Linked DNA regions of Cricetulus griseus: region 1 is linked to region 2. A link is a contact called in public Hi-C data. All regions are on one chromosome and are shown on one strand. The core of a region is the stretch at or near the end of the contact, and the rest is flanking DNA. Distances in the headings are between cores, read along the strand shown.

Region 1 (2,734 bases), core at 5-2,504, 180 kb after region 2:
ATCAATTTCCCTACAAATCTAATGATTTATTTTGGTTCTTTAAATCATTTTGTATGTAATTCTGTCACCACAACTGGAGCTTGAGGTCCACTGCCACTGTGAGCTAGAAGCTCCCGATTACGGAGGGGTACTGCTCCAGTGTAAATGTGGTTTCATTTTAAAAACTAGAGTGGGCTTTGTGGCTGTGGATGTTATGCATCCATGTGAAGATTTATGGAACACGGAAGCCCTGTTAGATTTCTATCACATTTGGAATCACATAGCATTAGAAATAGAGCAAGGCATTCTGTTCCCTGGCTGCTGTCCATTAGAGTCCCCTCTCTAGGGCATTTCTGCATTATTGGAGACAGTTAGACTCAACCCTATCTCTTCCAGTTCACGCTTCTCTATTTGCCTATAGGTTTAAATAAATCTAAACTAAAATTTAAATCTAAACTAAAATTCAAATAAAAATGGTAAAAGTGGTGATGAAGTATGTCCTTAGATAAGTTTTTTTTTTTTTTTTTAAAAATGGTTAAATAAAAATGTTGAGTCTTCTCCCCAAAGTAAAAGAGATAAGTCCCCTTGGCAGTATAATCCACCGGTCAGCCCAAAGGGCCAGTGTGCAGCACTCCTACAGGCAGCCTAGCTGCAGACTTCTGTTGCCATGTGGCAAGGGGACCCAAGGGGCAGGTCAGAGAGACAGGTGATTTTCCATGTTCTCTGCAAGTTCTGGCTTGGTCCCAACTTCCTGACCCTTACTTTCTAAACTCCAAACCCAAACCCCATCTCTTCCCCACAGTGCCCCCCTCCCCCAGGACAGAAGGGAGTGTCTCCCCTAATCGCCCATCTGTTCTCCCCAGGCAGCGCGCGCGTACACAACACACACACACACACACACACACACACACACACACACACACACACACACACACACACACACACACACACACACACACACACACACACACACACACACGCCAAACTAGAGAGGACAGGCTTGCAGATAAAGAGCCCGGTGCACAGAAGTGCATAAATGAAAAGCGACTTACTTTGCAGGTTATGCATTTCAGCGGTTTCGCTTTGAACTGCCAGTATCCCACCGAGAAAAAAAAAAAAAAAAAAAAAAGCCAAAGAAGCTGTTCTTCCACCAAGTGGGACCAACCCCCAGGCTCCCCCGCCCGCCCGGTACCGGCAGTAGCGAGCCTAGCTGGAGAGCGCGCGAGGCGGGGGCGCGCTGACTCTCAGCCAGGCCGCCGGCTCCCCCAGGCTAGTCTGCAGCCGGTCCCTCCGCCCCGCGCCCCGCCCAGGCAGCACGTCCCCAGCTCAGCGAGCAGAGCCCCCCTGGGTCGCGCTACTGCTCCGGGGAAGAAAGGAGCCCCGGCGGGCGTTCGCACGTCTCTCTCAGATAAAGATCGCGGCTTCATGATTAACTTGGGCAGGTTCAAATATTTGCTGAGCTAGGGATTTGGGGAGGGGGAGGGGCACCCAAGTCAAAGTCAAAGTTGTCATCAGGCTGACAAGTGGCCGAGGCAAGACTAACTTGCTCGTTTTCGCCCTAGAAATGAGAAGGGCATTCATTGTAAGGGGGTGCTGAAAATAATCCTCCTGGTGGCCATGGTGCCTGTATGCCCTGGCAACCTCCGCTCCGGGGGCTCAAGTGGCCCGCAGTGAAGCGGCACAGGAAATGGCCCAGCTAGTTCAGCAAAAAATAGAATCAAAGCCGCGTTTGTGAAGGCCTGAACCTCTCGGAACAGTCCAGAACAGGGTGCCTCACTCTCGTGTCCACCTCCTCCCACACATTGGCACAGTTGGCCCCGCAGGTGTAACAGGAAAGCCCTTCACAGAGAGCTTCGCACACCGGCTGGCCGCCCCATGCAAGCCCAGATTTTCAAGAGGTTAACTTCAGCTCACCTTCAAGGTCCTAGGACTTTCTAATCAGACTTTCTAAGAGGTGTGTCTGCACTGGGTTAACTGCCGACTAGGCGTGGCAAAAGACAGGACAGAGAAGGACATACCTCCCTTCCAGCCCTTTATTTGAGAAAGTTACAACTAACTAGGTTTAGGATTGTTGGCTGGCCAGAAAAAAACTCAAGACTTTTCCTAGGAAAGTTCCCATCGCATCCACACAGAAGTTCCCACTTTAACCTTTTGAACATAACTAAACGTCACAAAAGTCCCCAAATCTCAAAACATAACAACAATTTAGATATGACCTCAGGCAAATTCCTTCATGCTATAGGGGAGAAAGAAAAAAAAAAAAAAAAAGAACTCATCCTTCAGATGTTTGGTCCTAAACTCCATCGTCTGCTCTTAGCTTTCCTTGGTCATGGAAAGTAAAAACAGATAAGAAATGGAATTTACTTTCTAATTTTAGGTTACCAAAAAAAAAAAATGCATAGTATAACAAAACTCTGGCTTTTTTGTTTTCTCCTTTTAGCTTAAGAAAAATAAATTTGTTTTCTATTTCTATGATCGCCCTGCTCTAAAAAAGAGCTGGGAGAAAGAGACACAGTGGCTTCTTAAGCATACCTGGATCTACCTTAGAACCTCCTAGAGATTACAATGTAAATCTGATGGTCTCAGAACAAAAGTATCTGCAGTAAAGTGGTATACCCTAGAATAGTCTTCATGTAGTCATGAACACCTTGTTTCAAACAATTTCCTCAACATGTACAATATGTACCATGGAGGCTCTATAATGTGACTGCAGTGTGAGAATAATCTTTCCCCACTGATAAGATTCATGCTTTAT
Region 2 (2,738 bases), core at 220-2,719:
TGGTGGTTTAGGCACTTCAATCTGCATTGGTGGGAGAAAGACATATTTGTGGATGACTTTTAGGGAACATATTACTGAGTGGGCACTACAACCTAAGGAATACATCTTTTATGCCATGAACATATCTGTTTATAAGCACCTGTTTCAGAATGCTCTAGAAGAAAAAAAAAAAGAAACCTACAGCAAGGAACACTGAAAATGTCAGCAATTGTAAAGATGCTTTGAAGTCATAAGAGTCTCAGACTTAGAGATTATATGGCCTGTGGTTTGTTTTCTTAACCTAGTCAGTGGTTTTAAAATGAAGCCTTGGGGATTGCATCATCCAGAGTTGGGAAGAGAGGTAGGGCCTCTCTTCAGTAGGGTCCATGCCTCTTAGGACTTCCTGCTCTTTCCAGAGCTGCTTTTGCAGGTCTACCTGAATCCTCTTGACATCAATCACCTCCCTGGTCCAGGAAGCAGTTATGGACCTTCTAAGACTCTGAAGGTATGATGTCAGGAAGCATCTATGGCTGCTTTGGTAGGAATGTTCACTCAGGAATTAAATGGGGTGTGCGACTGTGGAGATCACAACATGGATATCCTGGCCAAAAAGCCATCTTTTCTGAGAGCTGCTTCTGTCATACTGAGGTGGCCCTCATTTCATGCCACAGGGACAGGCAGCCTTCCTGAATGACAACATTATCTCTGTCATGACACTCTAGGACACAATAATATATGTATTCTAAGTACATAAATTAATCTTTTAATTTTCCAAGGTGTCTTAGGTCCAGCTACAACAACAATTTGGCCTGTAGTACATCTGAAAAAAAACAAAGACAAGCAACCAAACCTGAGTCTAAATCAAGCCGATGAAAACTTTTGGCTTCTCTAAGCTTCATACATAAATAAATATTTCCCCATAGACAAGTCTTGTACATATCAAATTAAGATGCAAATATAGAAACCTTGTAATGGATACTGGAGTGTTTCTTTGAAGGGAACTGCAAGGTGGGGTGGAGGGAAATGTACACATATCTGTGGCCAATAGGAAAGCAAAGTCCTCTGGACCATCTCTGTCCACAGGGCACCTATTAGATCAAATATCTAGATGATTGCTTTATACCACCACCACCCTTTTCAAATGCAAAAATAAAACACATAGTACTCTGTCATTTTAAAATGTCAACTTATCTCTTTATGATACCTTATAATCTTATTTTATAAAATATAGTTTGAGCTGTGCTTTCTGGACTTTTAAAGATTTTTGTAATTTTTTTCAGAAATTTCTCAGAGTCAATTTCTAAGACTGAGCTTGCCCCAAGAGTAAGCTGACCTTCCACAACCCCTCATTTCTCCCCCAACAGAAGCTTGAATAATGACTGAATGACAAAGTGTCTCATTTAGTTATTATTCAACTATATTAAATTGCTAAAGTTGGTAATTGGAGCATATCTTATTACAAAGGCAAAAGTTCACCCTTTTTCCCCAGGCACAGAAGGCTTGCACATTTGAAAACTTCTGGTCTGTTAAGAAATTCAATGTCAGGCCATAGTGCATGCAACAAGTTAAACAAAGAAAGACATATTAACCAAACTTGCTTAAAATTACCAAGCATTACTTTGAAGATATTTACCAGCCCCAAGGCTTTATCATGAGGGCAGGAGGGAGGAAGCAGAAGGAAATCTTGGAAATATGTCAATATTCCCAAACTACATCAAGCATATGAAACTAAAAAGCCATCATTTAGAATATTCCAGGGCTGATATTTATGCAATAAGTGCTTGTTGCTTAAATAATACTGTTTTCCCTCTTTGGTTGATGTTCACACTGTATCTATCATTGAATCTTCAGAAATCCCACCTGAGTATGCTAAAAGTCATTGGCATCCCCACTGCTAGGCTGTTTACAGGGAGTGTCTTTTGAGTAATAACCAAGAGTACTAATTTTCTCTAAAATGGCACTACAGTAAAGGAACAGTTACCTTGAGACAATGGGAATCTGTGTACTTACTTTGATGTGGTGTACTCAAGTTTCTTCTTCACCAGAAAGTGAATACTGTGAGGACTGTAAAAACCACCACTTCTTGTGGTAGTATTCTCCCAAATCCCATTAGTAGACTCATCTAGGAAGCCAGTGCAGTCATGAGATTTCCCAGATGCTGATCCTGGAGTTGGCTAGTATGAGATCTTAGGGAGGCCCAGAAACTGGCATTCTTAACATGGATGTCAGCGATTGTCCTAGTGATATGAACTTGGGAAATACTGTTTAATGGTCTTATGTGGTTCATTCACTCTCTTTTAATTACTTAGCAATTGCTTGGGTGTTTTTTGAAGTATTAGCCTTCATAGCAAGCTCATCTGAGGTGCTGTCCCAAACCTATGACTGCAGAATTAGCAGAAGTAGAGTCTGGAAATCCATTTTAGAAGGGAGCTCATCTGGAGATCCTTCATAGCAAAGCCTGACACTCTTCAAGCTGTCCAAGTCCAGCCAATAGGTAGCCCATATGCCCATATGCAATCCTTTTGGGGATAGTCTCCATCAGTAGTGTGGAGTTGATGTGGAGGTTGGGGGCTAAGAGGTGGCTGCCCCTGATTTAAAGTGGCAATACACAGGCTTGTGGAAATAAGAAAGGAGGCTGCCCTGCAGATGGAATGACTGGGTTTAGGGACTATGACAAAGATGAGTGATACCCAGTCTTTGTCATCCTTCATAGTCTGGATATGGCATCCATGTACTTGGTTGGAGACAGTCATACAAAG

Evidence for each region. Hi-C and Micro-C count contacts between places; a contact is called where the count stands out from the background.
Region 1: a Hi-C map of liver shows a contact between it and region 2, with 4 times the contacts expected there. The contact joins two enhancer-like sites. A contact is called at or near these places in 4 of 8 Hi-C or Micro-C datasets (the CHL-YN cell line, the CHO-K1 cell line, fibroblasts and 1 more).

What each region holds. Positions count from the first base shown.
Region 1 is chr2:320,152,502-320,155,235 of CriGri-PICRH-1.0, forward strand. The region is part of intron 7 of Pik3r1 (phosphatidylinositol 3-kinase regulatory subunit alpha); the gene reads right to left. Among named protein-coding and RNA genes, the nearest start is that of Pik3r1, 69 kb to the right of the region's middle. Within about 2 kb of position 1,255, at least 2 of the 6 cell types and tissues checked have open chromatin away from gene starts, as enhancers often do.
Region 2 is chr2:319,967,687-319,970,424 of CriGri-PICRH-1.0, forward strand. No RefSeq gene overlaps it. Among named protein-coding and RNA genes, the nearest start is that of Pik3r1, 250 kb to the right of the region's middle. Within about 2 kb of position 1,470, at least 1 of the 6 cell types and tissues checked has open chromatin away from gene starts, as enhancers often do.